Linked DNA regions of Anser cygnoides: region 1 is linked to region 2. The links are chromatin contacts, called in public Hi-C maps. All regions are on one chromosome and are shown on one strand. The core of a region is the stretch at or near the end of the contact, and the rest is flanking DNA. Distances in the headings are between cores, read along the strand shown. Region 1 holds the start of TRIB1 (tribbles pseudokinase 1). Region 2 holds the start of SQLE (squalene epoxidase).

Evidence for each region. Hi-C and Micro-C count contacts between places; a contact is called where the count stands out from the background.
Region 1: a contact with region 2 is called in a Hi-C map of liver, with 5 times the contacts expected there. The contact joins the promoter of TRIB1 here to the promoter of SQLE in region 2. A contact is called at or near these places in 2 of 7 Hi-C or Micro-C datasets (both in liver).

Annotation. Positions count from the first base shown.
Region 1 is chr2:152,296,656-152,302,663 of Taihu_goose_T2T_genome, forward strand. It overlaps TRIB1 (tribbles pseudokinase 1), which reads left to right and starts at 3,854. Exons shown (of 3, transcript XM_066990736.1): 1 at 3,854-4,393; 2 at 4,819-5,111. The coding sequence starts at 4,061.
Region 2 is chr2:152,105,405-152,111,616 of Taihu_goose_T2T_genome, forward strand. It overlaps SQLE (squalene epoxidase), which reads left to right and starts at 2,404. Exons shown (of 11, transcript XM_013185051.3): 1 at 2,404-3,140; 2 at 5,578-5,830; 3 at 6,112-6,212. The coding sequence starts at 2,859.

The DNA.
Region 1 (6,008 bases), core at 2,604-5,103, 190 kb after region 2:
ACCAAAGGAAGTGTTTGCTTGTAAACTCAGTATGAATAGGATCTTCTCTGACCGCAAGGGAAATGGAGAGACGCTCATTCACTGTCCGCTTGTGCAATCAACTTCTGAAGTAAAAACAAGATTTGAGGTTTAAAACCTGAGCCTTCACACATCTCACAAGCAACAGAAGAAGCCTTCATGCTCCTCGGTCCACACAGGAACGAAGTCAGGAGGTGCTGCTCATGAGACTCCCTGGATTTGATAACAACAGGGTTATCAAAAGGGAATTATTCGGCTTTCCTAGCAACAGCAGCCCTCAGAAGAGTTTCTGGGAGGGCTCGAGGGGAGACATCTGAACGCCATTACATTTCAGTTCTTTTGATGTCACTACATGCCTGTCATGTGTTTTATATCTTAGCATTGAATCTGCCACTGAATTTCACAATGTGTAAGGCTGGTTGTAGGGTTACCACAGATGTGATTCCTGCTATAAAGCGGGGCTTTTAAGTTCTTTATCACCTGGCCACACGACTTCTCTTCGAGCCTTTTCTGCACGGGAAGAGTATACAGCAACTCCGTAGCAGATCACGGGCTCTCTGCTGGTTTTACATTACTGGCTTAAAGGCTAGCTGTAGTTTAAATATCATTACATGGCTTGAGATGACTTGTAAAATAAGGATAGTTATTTTACATCATTTGCCTGATAGTTTAATATTCACTGAGACATTTGTGTGTCATGCGTCCGTCATCCGATAACTAAAATAATGACTTTTTAATTTCTTCCCATAGCAAGCGCCCAGTTTATTTATAAGTGGCCTAATCTAATAGAGATTTACGCTGTGTATCCCAGGAGACACATTATCAAAGTAACCAGACCTGTCCCAAGCACTTGGGAAGTGGGGAGATGGTTACACAATTCTCATTGCCGCCGGCTGCTCCAGTTACAGAGATAAAGGGTCAGAGAAGTGGAGCAGTGGAGATAACTCTGCGAGCATCTCAGGAGAAGCAGCTGAGCAGGTGAGCGTAGGCACGGGCTGAGGGCGAGACAGGTAGATGCTTGAATGCCACAGAAGAAAAATTTCCTTAAAATAACATGCAAGGAGAAGGGATGCCCGAGGTTCCCGTTGGCTGGGAACTCCTTAGACTTCCTCGGGACTTGGGAAGTGCCTGTTGCGCACTGTTGTCCTTTGCCAAGGACAAGGACTTGTGTTCCCAAGGGCCACCCCTGCCCCACCTTACTGCTCTTGGAGCATCCAGGGCCGGGTGTTTGGTTCCCTGTATTTGCTGGGTAGAGCTGAGTTTCTCTCTTTGTGTATGCTAAGCAGGTAGCTCAAGGAAAATCTTTTTTTTTTGGGGGGGGTGGGAGGAGGGGATGAGATGATGAAAGCTTGAGTAGGGAGAAGAAGGCAGACCCCAATGGCTTGTGATTTCAGGGCACTAATGTGGGTGATACACCTGGATGCCCAAAAACCCGTGAAGTGACCTCCAGTGTGTCTGAACACGAGTCTGCTATGGCAGGTGCAGTAGCCCACGTCGTGCAAAAACCTTCTAATGCTGAAATGCTGCAGCAGTTCTGCTCTCCACAAAACTCTCCTTTGAATTGCTGCTTCTTTCTGCACCGGTCTGTAAAAAAACAGGCTCGCATGCAAGCAGTGGCAGAGACGGCTGAGGAGGACAAGTTTCGGCCCTCTGAGAAGCACCAGTGCTGTGCGGCCAGCCACCCTTGGCATCTCTTTTTTTGTTGGTGGTTTGGTTTGGTTTTATTTTTGGATATGTATATATTTTTTTATTTTGTGGATCAGCCAAAATTAGAAAAGACAGAAACCCCAAACCTGGAATCACTTCTCTTTCCGCTCAGCGGCATGTTGGAAAGAACTTGGTGAGGGTGAGGAGGAGGCTGGATGCGGACCTTTCCCTATGATCCATACCCAAACCTGACTGAGAATATGGTACGGAGCACTCTTAATTTGGTTAATTGTTAACTCTGCATCGCTACTATACGTTCAGTCATGATATTAATGGTATGGGCACCCAACAGCATGTCAGTTTTAAAGAAGCAGTGAAGGTTTCCTGCTGGGAAGAGCTGCCCCCATCATGCAGAGACCTTCTGCCGGCCAGATTTAACCTGGGTTCACCTCAGCCACATTTTGGCAGCAGAGCCAAAACTCTTCTGTCTGTGTAGCAGCCGGGGGGCACCGACCAGATGCTGCTGCACACTGACAGCACCCATGAGTACCTTTCTGTAGGCCTGTCGCTATTTTGGCCAAGCGCCTACACCATGCCCCTGTCCCCGAAATCCCTGACACGCTCTCCTCACCACACCTCACGCTCTCTCGGACGTAGCAAGCGGTGCATTAATGCAGAAGCCGCTGACCCAGTTCAGCCAGCAGCGCTATCCCCGTCATCAGCCTTCCAGGAGGGGAAACGTAAACCAAAAAAAGTCCGACGGGCCTGCGTGCGTGCTTCACCTATAAGAGGAACGAAATAAACCAGCACGTTCTGCGTTGCGGTGAATCGCTCCAAAACAATCTGCAAACATTCGCCGAATTGTCTTTCTGTTACAAAAAAAAAAAAAAAGAAAGGAAAGGAAAATGCAGCCCCTGGGATATCCCTTTATGGCATATGCATTTTATGTTTAAATGCATTAATGGGACTGCTATGCCGTGAGTCATCCAGCACCAGAGTTTCATGTGTTTCTTAAAATACACTACAAGTAGCTGAGGGCAGGCGGGGCTCCGCCGTGCAGTTATCCGCCAGGAATCCCAGCGGGTACCTGCGCTCGTGGCATCACCGCCACAGTGGCGGGGACCCCATCCTGCTCCCTGCCTGCAGCTAAAGCAGGGGGACCAGAGCAGGATGGGTGCTGGGCCTGCAGGAACAAAACCGGGGCTCCCTCAGCTATTAGGGAGCCTCAGCACCGGATTGCAGAACATTTGCATATATGTAAACAGCAAAGCTGGGAGAGTTTCCTTCTGGAGCACTCTTGTCAAAACTACAGCTGTCTGTGCTTTTTTTTTTTTTTTTTCCGGGGATGATTTGTTGTCTTTCTTTTTTATTTTTTGCTCCCATTTCCTGGCAGTCCCGGCTGAACACCTCTTGTACGTGGCTTTAAACCCACACTCCTGAGCCGGCCGGTGGCTGTTGGGGTTGATCCTGCTCCACACCGGCCGCTTCAGCTGCTCGTGGGGATGCTGTGCCGTTTGGGGATGCTGTGCCGTTTGGGGATGCTGTGCCTTTTGGGGATGCTGTGCCTTTTGGGGATGCTGTGCCTTTTGGGGACGGCACATGGCTTCGAAACGAGGGGTAGAGTTATTTCTGGTGGTGAAGCCCACGCTCCCGAAGGAATGCTGGTGAGCCCGCACCAGCGCTGTGGGGCAGGCTCTGGGATGAGCAAAGGTTAAAGAGCGGCTGGTGAGGCAACCGCGGGGCTGAGGTTGTGGTGAAAGCACACAGGAGGGGCTCGTGGCGATGGAGCGGGGCTCGCTTTCTCTCCACGGTCAGCCTGGCTTGGGTTTTTTTCGGTTTCACCCCTCACAGAAAGCCTCGGCGGTGCTGCCTCGAAGCCCCACGGAGCCCCCCGAGCTTTCTGACACCAAACCCTCGCTGCCACTTCCGGGGGGGGCTTCGCAGAGGCTCCCCTCTCCCTCGGCTGCCCCTTCCCTCGTCTCCAGCGCCTCGGGCTCTCGGGGAAAGGGTTCCGGGGACGCGGGGACCCCCCGGCAGCCCCGCGCCCCCCCCGGCGGGGCGCTGCGGGCCGCGGGGCGGAGCGGGGCGCGGCGAGGCGGGGCCGAGCCTTCCTCCCCTCCCACTTCCCCGTGCGTCAGGGCCGGGGTAGGAGGGGGGAAAAGCGATTTTTTTTTTTTTTTTTTTTTTTTTTTTTTAAACCCTCCAACTACTTTAACGCCGACTCGGCGGCAGATGGTGGACACGGCGCGGGGCTGCGGCGGGGACAGCAGGGGGATGCGCCAGCCGCGCTGCTTCCTCCACCTCCTCCTCCTTTAGCCCCACAGCCACCCCGAAACACCCCCCCCCCCCCCCCCCGGCTCCTCTCCCCTCCCGGCTCCCTTCCTCGGCTCCCCCCATGAGCCGCCCGGCTCCTCCGCCGCCTCGCCGGGCCGCCGCGCTCCTCCTGCCGGCCGCCCGCTGCCGCAGCGCCCCGGCCAAGCGCCTGCCGCCGCTCCCGGACGGCCCCGCCGAGGAGGCTCCGGCCTCCAAGTGGCCTCGCCTGGCCGAGTGCCCCGCGGGCCCCCCGGATTGCCTCAGCGCCCCTTCTTCGCCCTGCGCCCCGTCCTCGCCCGCCGGAGGGGCGGCGGGGCCCAGCCTCATCGCCTCCTACCTGCTGCTGCCGCTGGCCGAGCGGGAGCAGGTGTCGAGGGCGCTGAGCGTCAGCTCCGGCAGGGAGCTTCGCTGTAAGGTGAGTTGGGGGGGGGGGGGGGGCTATGGGGGGGGGGGCGAGGAGTCGGGGTGTCCCTTCCCCGGGGGCTTCTTTTGGGGTAAAAGTCAGGGGAAACCTCGCCACGGAGCCGCCCGGCGAGGAGCGCCCTTCACAGGGGCTCGCTGAGGCGGTGGGGCGAGGCGAGGGGTTGGGGTACCCCAGGGGGGTCATCGTGAGGTGTTAGGGGGGGGTTAGGTTTAGGTTTGGCGTTTGCGGGTTGCTTTTTTTTTTGCTTTCCCCTCGCCGATGCGAATAAAGGGGCTCGGAGCCCGCTGCGAGCGGCGCTCCCGCGGAGCCCTGGCTGTCCTCCAGCTCCCTCGTCATTGTTTGGGAAGAGTTGCTATGAGCGAGGCCGCTTCCAACGCCCTTGAAAACGAACTTTCTTCTTAATTTCCTCTTCACAGGTGTTCCCCCTCAAACACTACCAGGACAAGATCCGGCCTTACATCCAGCTGCCGTCGCACCGGAACATCACCGGCGTGGTGGAAGTGATCCTCGGGGACACCAAGGCCTATGTCTTCTTCGAAAAGGACTTTGGGGACATGCACTCCTATGTGAGGAGCTGCAAGAGGCTGAGGGAAGAGGAGGCTGCCCGGCTCTTCAAGCAGATCGTCTCGGCTGTAGCTCACTGCCACCAGTCGGCCATCGTCCTCGGTGACCTCAAGCTCAGGAAATTTGTCTTCTCCAATGAAGAAAGGTAAGCGGTTGTCAGCGGCCAGCCTCTGGGTGAGCGGGCAGGGAGGAAAGCCTCATGTGGAAAGGCAAAAAGCATCCCAGGGAGCGTGAATGGTGGTGTAAGCCGGGCATCACCTGCGTGATGCGGGCTGCGTCACGTGCGTGGAGCAGGTCACGGATCCAACTGGTGCGTGCCTGCTTGTAGCTGGGTCTCGACTGACGAAATGGAGGAAACTCGCCGTGAGGCTCCTCTCATTCAGCACAAGTTCGGTGACACCCGCTGGGGGACAAAGGGGCGATAGTCTGGGCACTCAGTGCCAGATGTCGTGTGTGCGACTCTGCCGGGGTCGAATGAATCAAGGGCTGGGGCAGGGAGAGGAAGGAGGGGATGGGGAAAGCCCCGATGCGGAGCAGGAGAGGGGTCTCCTCTCCAAAATCTCTGCTGGTCAGGTGATCTGCTGCCTCTTCCGAGGCTGTTGTGCTCCCTCCACGACCGGTGGTGGTGGTGCTTTCCCCACACCGTGGATGCAGGCATGCAAAGGAGGGAGGGCGGGACACGGTTAAATATCCTGCGAGGAAGAAAAACGCTTTGGTAAAACTTAGCCTAAAGCCTCGGTTTATAGCGAGGAGGTTCCAATTTCCCCCCTTCCACAGGCATGCTTTTGGAATTAGTTTCTAAATTTAGGTCAGGGAAGATCATTCAGCGTTTTCCCTGGGGTGTTTGCTGCTCTTGTAGTCCATCACTGCACATGGCAGAGCCAGAAATACTGTGTTAATCGGCAAAACTGACTCTGACCAGCTGCTTGTCCCGTGGAAAGCTTAAAAAATAAGTAGAAGCTGTCATGGAGTTGTGCTTAATCTGATGAAACTGGAGATGATTTATTGAAACAGAAGAAAACGTGTTTTTTTTTTTTTAAAC
Region 2 (6,212 bases), core at 1,154-3,653:
TCTTTTCTTACAGTAAATAGAGAAATGTAACTATGTCAAGCTCTTCACCATAGCTAAGAGACAGTGAGGAGCCATCCACATTTCATGTCTTGGCTGGAAATGTTGAGAGCACATCTGAGCCTCCAACAGATGCACCTGTGAGCGTTGTATACAAAACCAGAATCCTGTAATTGTTTCAATTCCCTCTGAACAGAAGTATCAAGAAAAAAATACTCAGGAATTACATAATCCTGACAGATGTTTTGCACAAGCATTGCATCAACATTTGCTGGGGTGGAAGGCGAACAAGTGTGTAGTTTTGTTATTCAATAATAAGATCTAATTACTACCTGCAGCAGAAGAGAACCCACGCTCACTGTTTTTTACCAGCCATATATTACTGCCTTCTCCTCTGTCTCAGACGCAGCATTTGTGTGTCCACAGCATGACTTGGACAGGACAGAAAGTTGGTTTTCCATAGTGGATCACATTTCCATGTTACCAGGGAGCTGATGCAAATAACCTTCCGGCTGCATAAATCAGGATCCAGGCTGGGGGTTAACATGGATTTTTGGTATTTGAAATTAAAAGGAACCTGAACTCACTCTAACCTTAAAATCATCATAGCAGCATCTTCATTCACATCACTCTGCTTCAGTTTTCTTAAACACCATCCTTCTTCCTATTAGCTCCTTAAATTTTACTGGTCCTTTGTCCAACTCTTACTAGGTATTTGCATTACCCTGCTTTTATTTTCAGTAGTTTTTGGATCATGTTTGTCAATTGATTTACCTGTCCTAGTCTTCAGAAGGATTGTGTTGGTTTCAGTGAACACTCTCACTTAAAAACTGTGCTGCTGTTCATGCTTGGACCCTGACATGAAATGCCCAGAAGGCTATATATGGTTTAGTTTTGTCTTCCAAAGTACCAAGCAACTCTGTGACACCCAGTTCATAAAACAGGCATTTTAAGCAGGCTTAAGGCACATGAGTGAATTGAACAGAATAAATCAAGTGCAGAGGTATCTAAAAGGTTCAGTCTCAAGTGTTTTAAATATAAAACTTAAATATAAAGTTCAAACTGGGGAAAAGCAGCCTGTGCTTGCCTGCGAACATGGTTTTTACCAGTAGATGCCTATCATTATGGATGTCTCTGTTGCACCAAAGTTCATGCCATAGTTAAGGGGACGAGCACCATCACTGGATAAGACTGAAACTGGTGTCTTTATTATATAGAAAAACCTGTGCTTGATCTCTTTACCTGACACATCTTTACTTTTAGCCTGAGTTAGCTGAGGAATGAACCAAACCCCGTTCTTTTACTGGCTCCCATTTTTGCCTTTACTCATACAAGCCTACCTATTTGTTTTGAGTCCTTTTTTTTTACTGCACAAGATATTGCTAAAAGTTTTTCCCCTCTTCACAATCCGCTGTGGTGCCATTTTGCCACTGCAAGGGTCTCATCTCCTCCCTTGAGCCTGAATGCACTGCTCTATTGGCGTGCTTGGTTTTGGTCGTTCTTATAACAGTTCTGCGTGAAGTGGGGTACTGACATGTTTTATAACTTCGTTGCTTTTGAGTATCATTGTACCGTGTTCACACTCGGCATTGTTTGCTGCCACACCTGCTCAGCTCAAGAACAGTTTGCAGGTTACAGAGAGCACGAAGGACCACTTATGCCTGCTCCTGAGGAACTTAGTGCTAAAAAAGGGATTATTTGTTTTGTTGCGTTGGTTTTACCCAGCCCGAGAAGTAACTCGAGGACCAAAACTCTGGATTCCCCTTCCTGTCTGTGAGTTTGGGGCACGTTATCCTTTTCCCCCATCCCTTGGTTTTACATTTCTGGGCTCAGTTTGCGGCTGACTGGATGGCAGCCATCCCCTGCCCCTCTCACTGCCCTGCAGCCGTACGCCCAGACACTTCTCTTATAAAATAAAAGCCTTAAAACCTCCTCAGGCTGCACAACGCTCCACCCCCTCAGCCCCTCCACCTCCCCTGAGGGGCCCGCGCCCCCGGCAGCGCGCATGCGCGGCGCCGTGAGGCAGCAGCGCGGGAAGCGGGGCTGCCCCCCTCCCTATCCCGTCACCACGGCAACCGCGGTGCGACCGCCCCGCCTCCCGTCGTCACATCGCCCTAGCCGCACGGCGGGCGCAAGCCCCGCCTTCCCCGCCCTCTGATTGGGCGCCCGCCCATAGCGCCATCTCGGCATAGCACCGCCGATTGGCCAGCCGCCGCTGGGGCACGGGGCGCGCGGTGCCGAGGGGGAGGCGGGGCCAGGGGCTCATTAGCATAGCCCCGCCCCCTGGACGCCAGCCCGCTCCCCCCTCCCACCCCTAATCCCCCCCCCCCCCCCCGGGCTGGGACCGGGGCAGGGGACAGGGACAGGGGACAAGGGACAGGGGATAGGGGACAAGGGGACAGGGGATAAGGGGGGGATAGGGGATAGGGGCAGGCTGGGCACAGCAGAGGGGCGGCCCCACAGCCAGGGTAGGGAAGGGAATCATCATAGAGAGAAGCCTTGAGCTTCGTGAGCATCCCTTGTGGCAGCCCAGGTGCTGCAGGCGTTGGTTTTTTTTATATATATCATTTCATTTTTTATTATTTTTTAATTATTATTATTTTTTGAATGCACCGCAGGTGCTGTACAGGTCCTTGGGGATTTTAAGAAGACGTCTGAGGGCGGTTTTTATAGGTTCCCCTTTGGAGCAGGGGCTGGGCTCGCTGCCATCCCCCCCTTCCATCGCGCCGCAAGCCCTGGCTCCGTTTCTCTAATTAATATCTTCCTTAAAAAAAAAAGAAAAAAAGAAACTGATTTGGGGAGCATCAGCCCGCGTTAACGCTCTAAGGGAAGCTGCCGGGAGCGGCGGCCGGCGCGGCACGATGTGGACTTTCCTGGGCATCGCCTCGTTCATCTACGTGTACAAGAAGTGCGGGGACCTGCTGAGCTACGCCAACAAGGAGCTGCTGCTCTCCGCCTTCGTCTTCTTCTCCCTGGGCTTGCTGCTGTCCTACAGGTACCACTTCAGGGGGCCCAGGCAGCAGCGGCAGAAGAGCCACCCGGGGATGCTCTCCGACGTCCTCTCGGCGCTGCCGCTCGTTGGCTTCTTCTGGGCCAAACCCAGCGCGGGGGCTCGGCGGGTCGAGGCACCCAAATCCCGAAAGGTAAACGGGGTCGGGAGGTGGCGGCACGTGGGGTGGGGGTGGCCTCCCCTTGTGCCTTCTGGCTGTGCCCCGGTGAGGGCCGTGAAGGTTGGGGAGGGTTTGTCTTTACGTCCTGGGTGACCGGTGGGTCGTGCTTGGTGTTGGTTTCCGGGGGGCCAAGCGAACAGCGAAAGTCGTTTATAGGGGTTTTGTGAAGTCAAGCGACGTGTGACTGCTCAAGGAAAATGTCGTAGTAAGGGATTTTTGTACGAGCAGAAAGATGTATTCCGTTGCCAGTCTGTTGTGGGGACTGGAGAGAAGCATCTCGTGTGAGGAAGGGCTGCGAGCAGGGGGCGTTCACCAAGGGACTGCCATCGACGTGTGCACATTTCTGAAGGTGCAGAGAGGACGGGGCCAGGCTCTTCTCAGTGGTGCCCAGTGCCAGGACAAGAGGCAACAGGCACAACGTGAACACGGGAGGTTTCATCTGCACACCAGGAAGCACTTCTGTACGGACCAAGCGCTGGCACGGGTTGCTCAGAGAGGCTGTGCAGTCTCCCTCCTTGGAGATCTTCAAAAATTGCCTGGACGTGGACCTGGGCACCCTGCTCTGGGCGTCCCTGCTTGGGCAGATAGTCCCCAGAGATCCATCCCTTCTAGCCTCGGCCTTTCTGTGGTTCTGCGGTCATCATCCTAATATTTCTGCATACAGCAAATTGGTCTGGAGAGCTGCAGATGCACTTATTTGGGAGTTCCTGATAAAATAGTGCCTGCACAGTATTACAGAGCCCAAGCTCAAGTAGCCAGTCTGGTGAGCTGTGCCCAGCACGAGGCTTGCTGTGAGCGCTGGGCAGAGCTGGAGTTTGGCAGCGGTGCTGCAATCTAAGAGCACGAAGTGGACATGCATATGCAGTACCTCTGCGGGTCAGCACTGCTTGGCTACCTGCCCCAGTCCTTCTGGTTATTTTATATCTGAGCACTGACCCCTTGCACAAAAGCACTTGAAACTTTTTGGATGCATGCCCTATGAATTTTTTGGTAGGTTCTGGATTTTATTTGATTTTGCTGGTAAAAGCCTGCCTTTACCCCCATTTCTTGCATTGCTCAAATTCATACTGTTATTTTTGCACTCCCTTGCTGAGTGGTAGATATAAACGTGACACAATGCCCCTAGAAATCCTGGTGCCTGTGTTGTTCTGGCCGTTCATTTCACTGATGTAATCGTATTTTTACTGTTGTCAGCAATGTAGTGCTGAGGCATTTGTAAGAGTGGATTGCACCCCAGGCTTTATTCTAGCCGCTGGAGAAACAACTTGCACGTTTGTGCTGAAACTTTTCTGCACTTTGAAGACTAAGTGATTAAATGCTGTTAGGAGTTTACTGTAACACAGTTGATCTTCAGGTACCAGGTACATGTTAGTTGGTGTGTAACCTGAGGTATGTCAAATCTGGGCAGTTAAGTGCAGGCATATAGCAATTTTGCACGTATTTTGACTGTTTGATGAGCTTTCATTGTAGGACCAGTTCTTGATAACGTTTCCCACATAGCCATTTCTCCTGACATTTTTCCATGCTGAGTATTTCCATTCATGTGTTTTTTTTTTGACACATGGGTTCACTTACGCTAAAATTAGAGAAATACATTTTCCAGTGGATATGGTAACTTTTTAAATGGCTAAGTGCAATGTTCACCGTGTAGTAGGAACTCACTGATACAAAGGCATTGGAATATTACTTTATAGATCAAGAGGATGGGGCAGCCTTGTTTTACTGCCTTTTGTAGGAACTTGACTTTGAGTATATCTGAGACCATGGCTATGTTAATGGTTCCTCTTTGATCAGGATGGCAGTTTTAAGCAGGTATCTTAGAATCGTAGAATGGTTTGGGTTGGAAGGGACCTTAAAGACCACCCAGTTCCAGCCCCCCTGCCAGGGGCAGGGACACCTCCCACCAGCCCAGGTTGCCCAAAGCCCCATCCAGCCTGGCCTTGAACACCTCCAGGGATGGGGCATCCACAGCTTCTCTGGGCTGCCTGTGCCAGTGCCTCACCATCCTTGGAGTCTAGAATTTCTTCCATATACCTAATTTAAATCTACCCTTTTTAGTTTAAAGCCATTTCCCCTTGTCCTAACCCTACAGTCCCTGATAAAGAGTCTTGATTTGTTTGTTTTGTTTTCCCTGCTTGATTTGAGCAACCTGTCCCTGCCTATGGCAGGGGAGTTGCAGCTACGTGATTTTTAAGGTCCCTTCCAACCAAACGATTCTAGGATTTGTTTTTGTTGCATTGTAGAGTACGACTGATTTCATTTTAAACAAAACTTAAACAGGAAGCTGCTGTCCAACCACAAATGCTCTCAGTCTGCTGGATGAAAGTAGAACTAGTCCAAGGTCAGCCCTCTGGAAAGGTTTTGATACAGATATTATCAGCACATGTAACTTTGTCTTTCTTTTCTGCAGGGTAAAATAGAAGTAAACTTCTCAGACATTCATCTGACAGAGACTGCTACAAATACAGCCTTATCACCGCAGTACGATCCAGAAATTATCATTGTGGGTTCGGGTGTCCTTGGTTCTTCCTTGGCCACAGTGCTCTCAAGGGATGGAAGAAAAGTGACTGTAATTGAGAGAGATCTGAAAGAACCCGACAGGATAGTTGGAGAATTGTTGCAACCTGGAGGCTTTAACGCGCTTAGAGACTTGGGTCTTGAAGGTGAGTGCATTTCAAACCGTACCTTTCTCTATTACACAACAGTTACTACACTCAATAATGTTTTTAGAAAAAGCATGCCTACAGGGAAGATGAAGAAATAGATTATCGGTGATGTATATTTGAATTAAAATTAATGGAATTAAAAGCATTTTAAAATATTCTTTCTTCAATGTTTATGTTTTGATTAAGAAAATTGGACTTTACGTAAATAAAAACTTTCAATACATTATTAAGCTTTTAAAAGGCTTTTTAAAACTCTTCTACTGGCTTTTATTTTGCAGATACAGTAGAAGGTATTGATGCGCAAACAGTAAATGGCTACATAATTCATGACATAGAGACCAAATCGGAGGTTGAAATTCCTTATCCAACATCTGAAGAT